Regions from separate parts of the Mus musculus genome. Here region 2 is linked to region 1. A link is a contact called in public promoter capture Hi-C data. All regions are on one chromosome and are shown on one strand. Each heading gives the region's core, a stretch centred on a gene start, on an enhancer-like site or on the middle of the called end of the contact. The rest is flanking DNA. Distances are from core to core; before and after follow the strand shown. Region 1 holds the start of Slc33a1 (solute carrier family 33 (acetyl-CoA transporter), member 1). Region 2 has its middle 27 kb from the start of Gm25222.

The links. Promoter capture Hi-C pulls out the DNA fragments that hold promoters and counts their contacts.
Region 2: a contact with region 1 is called in a promoter capture Hi-C map of stem cell-derived epiblast-like cells, with 5 times the contacts expected there. The contact joins the enhancer-like site here to the promoter of Slc33a1 in region 1. A contact is called at or near these places in 11 of 39 promoter capture datasets (the 3T3-L1 cell line, 3T3-L1-derived adipocytes, the C10 cell line and 6 more), 5 of 115 datasets of contacts at active chromatin or transcription factors (embryonic stem cells, forebrain, large pre-B cells and 1 more) and 1 of 9 other capture datasets (embryonic stem cells).

Annotation. Positions count from the first base shown.
Region 1 is chr3:63,961,131-63,966,025 of GRCm38.p6, reverse strand. Slc33a1 (solute carrier family 33 (acetyl-CoA transporter), member 1) reads left to right here and starts at 1,293. Exons shown (of 6, transcript NM_015728.5): 1 at 1,293-2,610. The coding sequence starts at 1,836. It also overlaps a transcript of Gmps not described here.
Region 2 is chr3:64,864,862-64,869,763 of GRCm38.p6, reverse strand. No RefSeq gene overlaps it. Among named protein-coding and RNA genes, the nearest start is that of Gm25222, 27 kb to the left of the region's middle. Within about 2 kb of position 2,128, at least 2 of the 459 cell types and tissues checked have an H3K27ac peak or open chromatin away from gene starts, as enhancers often do.

The DNA.
Region 1 (4,895 bases), core at 44-2,543:
TAAGATCCTGTTGAAAAAAATAGAGACTTTTGGTCTCACATAGATAACACTATAAACTGTTTTCCACTCCAATTTTTGAGACAGAGACTTGCTATATATCCATGGATGGCCAGGAACTCGTTTTATAGACTAGTCTGGATTACAAGCATGCACCACCACAACCAACTCTGTTCCTCTCTTTAACAAAGATTAGAAGACTTCATGGTCACTGTGTTCTTTCATTGAAGTATATCAGACTAGGTGTGGTGGCTCATGTATAGAATCCTAGGACTCTAGAAGTTAAGGCAGGAGTATGGCCATAAGTTTGAGACCAGCCTGGGTACATATGCTAGCTTATGTAACCCAGGACTCAGTATCAATACAATGAAAATGAAAGACGAATAATAATAATAATAATAATAATAATAATAAGCAAAGTCTCACATTTCTATGACCATACAAGAGCTGGAGAGAAGGGGGAGGAGAGGAAAAGGAAGGACCCAGGGAGAAATGAGAAGAGAACATGGGAAATTAGCTAAGTGGTTAATAAGCTGTAGAAATCAGAAAAGTGGGAAGGCAGCAAATCCACAAGGGAATTTATGGTTTGTTTTTGTTTTTAATGAAGAAAGCATGTACTATTACACTTGAAATGGCATTTGAAAAACTGGCCAATTATGAATCCAATAAAATTCTTGGAAAACTTATTTCTTTGTTATCACTGAAATACTAAATCTAGTATCTCAACATTTCAAGCTCTAAGAGCTTCCAACGATTCACCAAAACTCGAAGAAGTGCGTCGTTATGCACTTAAAATGCATAACCATGGATGACATGAAAGGAGAAAGGTGGTTTCGAGACGTTTCCATTGGCAAAAAAATAAGATGCAGCAGACTGAAATTTACCTCCTTCACTCTGTGTATCTAGCGTTCCCCTACATTTCTTCCTTGACATTGGGGGAAATGGACAGCCTTATTCGTTCTGTGTATTAGGTAGGAGTGTTTCCATTTAGTCGGGCATAAAGGACCCACAACCTGACACCAAAGCTTAGTAACTGCAGGTTCACAAAGCAGCATTATTACCCAACTACAAGCCTGGAAGTTATGTACTGAATTAAATAAGTACAAACTCGCCTACAGACCTTGTGCAATGTTATCACCAAGGCCTAGGCCAATCCAGAAAACCCGCGCTCACGTGGCGACGAGGGCCCAATGGCCGAGGCACACGAGTTCCATGCAAGCGCATGCGCAAACGGAACCGGGTTTGTTAAGACGTTCCGTCCTGGACGCTCGGTACGCTGGCGTTATTCCTCCCTCGGGGTTAGAATCGAGGGAATTAATGGTTCCTAGCAAACGTTGCTCGCGGTCGCCGCCACCGGAACTTGTTCTGATTCGCTGGCTCCGTCGGGAGGCACGGAACCCATTTTGGCAGGGAACCACTTCCCGAAGCGCGAGGCAGGAAGTTATCCTTTACCTCTGGTGTCTACTGAGGAGGGTGCCCGCTGCAGTGTCAGCTGGTGGACGGGCAAGAGAGCGTTCGAGTCCCCGCTGCAGTTAAGAGCCAGACTCCGTCGCAGCGCCACGGCACGCTCCGCCAGCCTCAAGCCGGGTGCGGCTGCACGGGGAGCTCTTGCCGGCTCCCTGAAGTCGCTCCTGTGGGCAGCGACCCAGGCTTCGCCTGGGCCACCTGCCAGGGATCTGGCTCCCTGCTGCAAAACAGCGACCAGTCTCTCCGCGTCCGCCCTCCCGGCGTTGAACCACCGTGACCCGGGTCCAGAGAGACTGCCTTGGACCTGGGACTAGACTGATCAAAACGCCAGCCTCAGGCCCCCACACACCGGGCTCTGCGTCGTCTCTGATATGTCACCGACCATCTCCCACAAGGACAGCAGTCGGCAGCGGCGGTCAGGCATGTTTAGCCACGCTCTGGATATGAAGAGTGGCCCGCTGCCACCGGGCGGCTGGGATGACAGTCGCCGAGACTCGGTGGGCGGGGAGGGGGACCGGGAAGTTCTTCTAGGTGATGCCGGCCCTGGTGACTTACCTAAAGCCCCGCGGAGCTATAGATCCGAACTAAGTAGCATTTTGTTACTACTCTTTCTTTACGTGCTTCAGGGCATTCCCTTAGGCCTGGCGGGGAGCATCCCCCTCATTTTGCAAAGCAAAAATGTTAGCTATACAGATCAGGCTTTCTTCAGTTTTGTCTTCTGGCCATTCAGTCTTAAGTTGCTCTGGGCTCCCTTGGTTGATGCCGTCTACTTTAAGAACTTTGGTCGTCGCAAGTCCTGGCTTGTCCCTACTCAGTATACACTAGGAATCTTCATGATATATTTATCCACTCAAGTGGACCGTTTGCTCGGAAATATTGATGGCAGAACACCGGATGTAGTTGCTCTCACTGTGACATTCTTCTTGTTTGAATTCCTGGCTGCCACACAGGACATCGCTGTGGATGGTTGGGCATTAACTATGTTATCCCGGGAAAACGTGGGCTATGCTTCGACATGCAATTCTGTGGGCCAAACAGCTGGCTACTTTTTGGGCAATGTTTTATTTTTGGCTCTTGAATCTGCTGACTTTTGTAACAAATACTTGCGGTTTCAGCCTCAACCCAGGGGAATCGTTACCCTTTCAGGTAGTGTACTTAAAACTATTATACTGTTAGGTTTATTTTATGCTTATGAATGCTTTTGATGAAACATCAGATGGGAGCTCTCATTTGTTTGCATACATTTTTTACTTTTAATGATGCACAAGATATTTTACTTCATTTCCCTTTCAAATTAACACAATATTGGATTCCATTATGAGATTTTCATACTTTGCTCACAATCACTTCCATAACACAGCCTTGTTCTCTACATCTACCTCCTAGTCGTCTTCCTTTAAACAGTTCACACACACATTTTTCTTTTCCTTCCAGATTCTTTCTAGAAGAGAAACCATTTGATGTTTGTCCTTCTGCTTGCTTTTGAATTTTTTCTGAATTCTGTTTACAGGATTTTTAAAAGGCTCTATATATCCAGCTTGAGACACAGTCCTGCTTCACCCTCCCGAGTGCTAATATTACAAGCATGTGCCACTACAGCTGGCTTTTTAAATTTTACTGGGAACTTATATGATAGATACCTAAGTATGTTTTCTGTTTTATTAAAGTGTGCTTCTTTCAAGTATTCCTTATGTCAGCCTATTAACACAGTCATATTGATCAGTACTCTTTAGTGAATAGGAAAAAAGCAACCGATAGAATCACAAAATTTCTGAATTAAAGATCCATGGACATTTGCCTGACACAGAAGTATACATTTTAAAATGTGGGTCATATGGTTCACATTTTTTCTTTTGTGTTTTGGTGAATGTTTTCTTGCTTTTCAATCTTTTTCCACCTTTATTTCACAAGTAGTCCCCATTTACCCATCTACTGAATGGGAAGAGTATTTAATATAAGCATTCTGGAATTGGCTAAGTGGCAGGATTCTGAGGACCTACTGCAAATAAAGACTGTCTGTGCAAACTAGGAACAGTAGAGATGAACATTGCTGAGGCCCAGAATAGCCGGCCAGTGACCATGGTAGAGATAACAGTTGACTTTATTATTAGTTAAACCTTTATGTAAGCTGGTGTGATTTTTTTTTCTTTTTATTTATTTATTTTTGGTATAACTGGAATTTGAACTTTGTTCTCCAGAAGATTCTAAAATAGCTTACTTTAATTAATTTCTATCCATAGTTGACTTATGATTTAGTCTAAAACATTTTAAGTTAAAGAGTTTTTAATTTTAATGCTTACACATAACCACATTACTAGTTTTGAGGTTTCTGTAATTTGGTAATAACATAACTATATTCTGTGTATTCTGTTTCTGTTTGTGTGTTCCTGGTTCTGGGAAATGAACCTAGTACTTCTACATAAAAGGGAAGCCATCTTCTACTGTGCTAAGTCTCAATCCCATTATTAACCAGTGGGACTTTTTCCTTTTTTTCCTCTCTCAGTGCTAGGAATCTATTATTGACCTTTGTCTAGCCCCTAGTTTTCAACAAGAGTCTAGACTGGTCTTAGACTTCTATTCCCTAAGGACACATATAGTTAATTATGTACACCACCATGCCCAGTTTAACTACCTAGTGGTTCTGAGGAATTTAAAGAATGTGGAATCATAAGGAAATATCGTTGCCTAGGTAGTTAAAGAGAAGATAAAAACAGTATCTAGAAAATCTGTGTATTGGAAACCGTAACTTGAAACAAAGAAAACAGCCAAGGGTTTGAGGATGGTTCTGCTGATAAAAGGTCTTGTTGCTCTTGCAGACGTTTTAAGTTTGGTTCCCAGCACTCATATGGTGGCTTACATCCTTCTGTAACTACAGTTTTAGGGGATTTAGTACCCTCTTCTGGCCTCCACAGACACCAAGAATGCAGAGTGCATGTACTTACATTCAGGCAGAATACTAGTACACATGAACATAAACCTTTTAAAAACATTGTAATTCTGTAATTAATTATGGATACTACAGAAGGAATATACTGAGGAATGGTTTGGACATTTAAAAAGCAGTGCTCTATAGACAGCAAATTGAGAACAGGAAGATGGGATGAGATAAGATCTGGAGGAAACAACCTTGGTTATATTGACTGCTTTTTTATAGCTTCATAACAGTTCTGAACCTTTTCTCTCATTCCATTTGTTTTCCAAGAACCTCTAGAGGCAAAGACAGACCCTTAAACAGCGAGGAGTAAGTAATGAACAGGACAGAAGGATGACAGATGTGGCTTTTCCTTCTCTATAATGAGAAGAATGTTGTCAAGAGGCTATTTACAGATAGATGGGCCAGGCAGTGGTGGTGCACACCTTTGATCCTAGCACGAGGGAGGCAGAGGCAGGCGGATTTCTGAGTTGGAGGCCAGCCTGGTCTACAGAGTGAG
Region 2 (4,902 bases), core at 879-3,378, 900 kb before region 1:
TTATAATGTAAGATATGTAATATCATAGCTTAGTCAAATTGCATCAGGTGTGTAGAGATGGTGTAATATTTGATAATACAGACCAACAGAATTCACCCATGATCAGTCCAGTGTAGCAAAAGTATTTGTTTACAGTTACATTCACACATGCTGGCAAACTCTTACCAAATGAGAAATAGAAGGGAACTGCTCTAATCTGATATTGAGTAGGAAATCCAAGAGTAGACCTGTTGAAAGAGTCCATTTTGGACTTAGGAAAAGGAAAAGGAACAGGAAAAGGAAAAGGAAAAGGAAAAGGAAAAGGAAAAGGGGAAGGGGAAGGGGAAGGGGAAGGGGAAGGGAAAGGGAAAGGGAAAGGGAAAGGGAAAGGGAAAGGAAAAGGAAAAGGAAAAGGAAAAGGAAAAAAGGATGGCTTTTGGTATTGCTTAACCTGTATAACAAAATAAAAGGTCTTTGGATGGCAAATGAGCAAACGAATGACAACTGTGAGTCCATAGTCTCTCTTAGATAAGAACAGACTGAATCAATTGTGTTTGAAATCCCCATTGTACAATGGGATGCAAACAGAGCGTGGTTTTGAAAAGAACATTTTCTTAAGGATTTATTCGTTTCTTCACCATACACTTGTCTGCCTAGAGTAGCTGTTGAATCTTCCTAAAGAGACAGCAATGATTATAGCAAAGGCATTTTAATCCTGGTTGAAGAAACTGGCAATAACCAACCAACCAGATAAAGACAGTTCTTATAGGCATGTACTGTATAGTGTCCTTTTGGCAAATCATGGATTGCATGCCATGGTGGTCCTATAAGACTAGGTTATCCCATGCCAAGGTAGCCATATGCAATATTAGGTGGCAAAAAAACACCAAGTGGCACATTTATTAGAAATTAATCTGGTTATTAACCGGCTCCTGTCTACAATTTCAAATGATAAGGTGAGTGGGGTAGTAGAGCGTTGCAGTGAAGGGTGAATGAAAAATCCCCTCTGAAGAGGTGGATATGGATGGTGGCTGGAATGACCAAGAAGTGTTCACATCATTTTCTTCTAAGCTAATTGATTTGCTTATTATAAGAAGAGTAAACTTAGTCCTTAAGAACAGAATGCTTGCTTAGTCACAGGGTATTTATTTTTTTAGAGACTACAAATATGATCCAGATGTTCCTGGACATCTGAAAATAATAGCAACTGAGAGCTTAATTTGTGTGTCAGTAATTGCTAACTGCCCTTGGTCTCCTTGATCATCACAACAAAAAGTCATGTGACTTTTTGGAAAAGGTAAATGCTGTTGAGGCTACTTTTCTCAAAAGAAACCGCTGTCCAGTCTGAGGCAGGTGTCTCCTATTATGTTGGAATAATCGTCCCAGATCCCAGATAGGCCTTTTTCCTTCCTTCGTTGTGCTAGGAAATGCATAAAATCCTTCTGCTTTGGCTGGTTTCTCTTTTCACATTTTATAACACTATGCCCAGGGGGAGATACTCGGCAAAGATGAATAGTAAAGCTTTTTTTTTTTAGTTTTTTTTAAAAGAATTATTTATTTATTTTATGTATATGAGTACACTGTAGCTGTCTTCAGACATACCAGAATAGGGCATCAGTTACAGTTACAGATAGTTGTGAGCCACCATGTGGTTGCTGGGAATTGAGCTTAGGACCTCTGAAAGAGCAGTCAGTGCTCTTAACCACTGAGCCATCTCTCCAGCCTCCCTCCCCCCTTTTTAAGTGAAGGGAATTCTTTTAAGCATTTTAAAGTAGCTCAATTTGCTCCTAAAACTCTCTATTTTTCTTTTGAGTTCCACTAAATTTTCAGGGTTGGGGAATCTGAGAATGTGAATTTACCAAATGAAATCATGGTTACTGTCTGACCTAGATACATTGTCCATATTTTACAGAGGAAGAAACCAGCTCTGAGAAGTCGAGGCTTAGGAACACACACGGGGCTCTTCCAAAGAGAAGGACAGAGGTAATTTTCCATCTAGTACTCAAATGCCAGAGGCTGGACCACAGCCCTTCTCAGCTGTTATCAGCAGTGATCCCATTCTTTATTCATTACGAAATGGGAGTTCTACCTTTGTTCCCCCAGATTCAGTCCTCCAGTCTTATCCCCAGGTCTGCAGATGAACCCGTGGCAGTATTCTAGGCTGCCCCTCCTCCCATCTCCTCTAGATCCCACTGATCTTTCCCTTCTAACACCCCCTCCCAACACAGCTCTTGCTTTTTCCCAGCCCCTAAACATGGCAGCCAAGGCAACAAGTAGGCTGAAGGAGGACACACACATTTTATAGCTCCCCCAAATTTAACACCTGAGTGTGCCCCAGTTATGTAGCAAAAACCTGCTATGGTCTCCTTTTACTATCTGACTCCATCCCCAATCCACAAGATGGATAGCCTGCTGTGGTAGTTAGGCTCTAATGGATATATATTGCCTGTTACTATGTTTTTATGCTAGTGCCTAGGGAACTGAAATTGGGATGATTATAGGTCTTGGTGGTGATTTCTTCCCCACCCCCATATCTCAGTTTTGAACACCAGCAGGCAGTCTCTGTGAACACACAGCTGAGTAGGTCAGGGAAACAGGTGAGACAGTTAAGCCAAGTAAAGACCTTCTGTTCTATGTGCAGAATCCATAAAGTCACACCAAGCAACAGGTCTCGTGTGGAAGGTTTCTTAAGGGAGGGGTGAAGGGATACAGAGGCCATCTCTGGGTGGAGGAGAGGAGGGAGTAAGGAAGAAGAATGGGACTTATTATCGGGGGACATAGTGCATGCTCAAGAGAAGCATATGTCACAGGAGGCGATAGTGGGAATGTTCTCTCTCTCTCTCTCTCTCTCTCTCTCTCTCTCTCTCTCTCTCTCTCTCTCTCTCTCTCCAGATGCAAAAGCAAGAGATTTATTTCCCAGGGGGTGGGGGTCGACCTTCAGCTAGTCTCTCAATGTAAGAGACTAGAAGGCTACTCTAAATGGAAATTACACGCAATTTTTATACAATTTTTTAGGGGCACAGGTTACATTAGCAAGGTTACAGTTCAAACTTATTGGCTAATGTGTTGCCTCTTAACAGCTAGTGGTTATGTGTCCTATTGTATCTGACCCTCTAGGGCTGTCTGTGGAGGTGCCTGATTACTAATACCTTCACCATGCCCTCCTCCCCTTCAAATCTAACCGCCCAGTCTTATCCACAGTGCTGCGACAGAACATCAGCTGCAGTCTTCCTTCCTTCCTGCCTATATCTCCTGTGGTTCCCACAGACCTTTCCTTTCTAACCTTACTCTCCTGACTTGTTGCTCTGTCCCAGCCCCCAACCCAAGCAGATATCTCTTGCTAACCCAAGGACTACTCTTACCAAGACAACAAGAAGGCTGAGTTATAACTTATTGTATAAGAGACAGTCATACTAAGATCATGACTGGGAAATGAAGGTTTGATTTTCTAGAATTAAGAGTACTTATGATTCTGTAGTGAAGAAGGCTGGGAGAAGAGACTATTGGGTGGACTGGGAAAAGAGAGAGTATAGATGAGAGGCCAGCATGCTATACAATGAGCTCCATGAAAATATCAACTCTCCTTCCTAAACCGAAAGACTCTATGGAATGTTGGGAGCTGGATGATACAGCTCAGATGTGACCAATAGTGACTGATGTATGGTTGAGGTCCCTCCCAAAGCTATAAAGGAAGGAGAGAGGTGGATAGGCACTGGCAGCCTAAGGCCAGAAAACACAGGAGAGGGAAGCATTGATGTTCTAGGAACTACCCAAGGCCAAGGCAAGAAAGCTTACTAGAGTGAATAAGTTACACTCTCAGGAGTGGACACAGAGCTAAAGTATAGATAAGTCAAGAGGGTAAATGGCAACAGACCTGGACAATAACCAGGACTCAGATTCAAAAGGGGAGATGGTAATGATTCGAGGGTCATGGGTATTCAGGGCAAAAGCTGAGCCTTTCCTTCAGTATATGTCATTTTCCAATTACTATATTTCAATATTTCTGCCAGTTGCATATACTTTACCATAGTGCTGTACTATAAAACAAAGATATTAATAAGCATTCTAAGAACACTGGGACGCATCTTAGAGATCAATATTAAGACTCTATGGGGTAGAAGAAAGAACTGAGGTCGGCAGACAGTCAGAGGCAATTTGTTCAATATGTATCAAATAGGTATAGCATAGAGTTTCACAATCAGAAAAAGGAACAGTCAAATAAGGAGGCACTTATTATATTTTACTAAATACACATGAATAGAGAAGACTTTTTCAGTGATATGTCATAGTCAAGATTTAAAAAATATATAAAGCAAAGAAACTATTCCAGTGAGATGACTCAGTGGTTCAGGGTGTTTGCCATTAAGCCTGGCAGTTTTACTTGGAGCTCTAGAACTCACAACCCAGAAAGAAAAACTCTAATAAAAGTTTTCTCTGGCATTCACAAGTCACATATGTCCCGTGGCAAGTGCATACACATACATACATATACTTGTAAGTGCATAAATAGACATACATACATGTATGCTCACACATAATAAACAAATAAGTAAATAATAAATAAGTATAAAAACTTTAAAACAAATAACTGAATGTTTTAAGGGAAAAACTCCACCTCACCCATAAAGGCAAACAAGTCAGAGCATCGTCAATCTTCAAAAGCATCTCTAAAGGCCAGAACTCATTGGATGATGTATTTCAAGCTCTGAAAGCAAATAACTTGCAGCCATGAGTGCTGTAAATGTGATGTAAAACCAGCTAGGAAGAGAGTATCAATCAGCGATTGTCTAGATTGGCCCATGGGCATTTCTGTGAGAGAATTTTTTAATTGAGTCAGTTGAGATATAAAGACTCACGCCATGTGGGTAGGAGCATTTGATAGGCTGCGCCCTGGACTAAATGAAAAGATGAGCATGCTCTGAG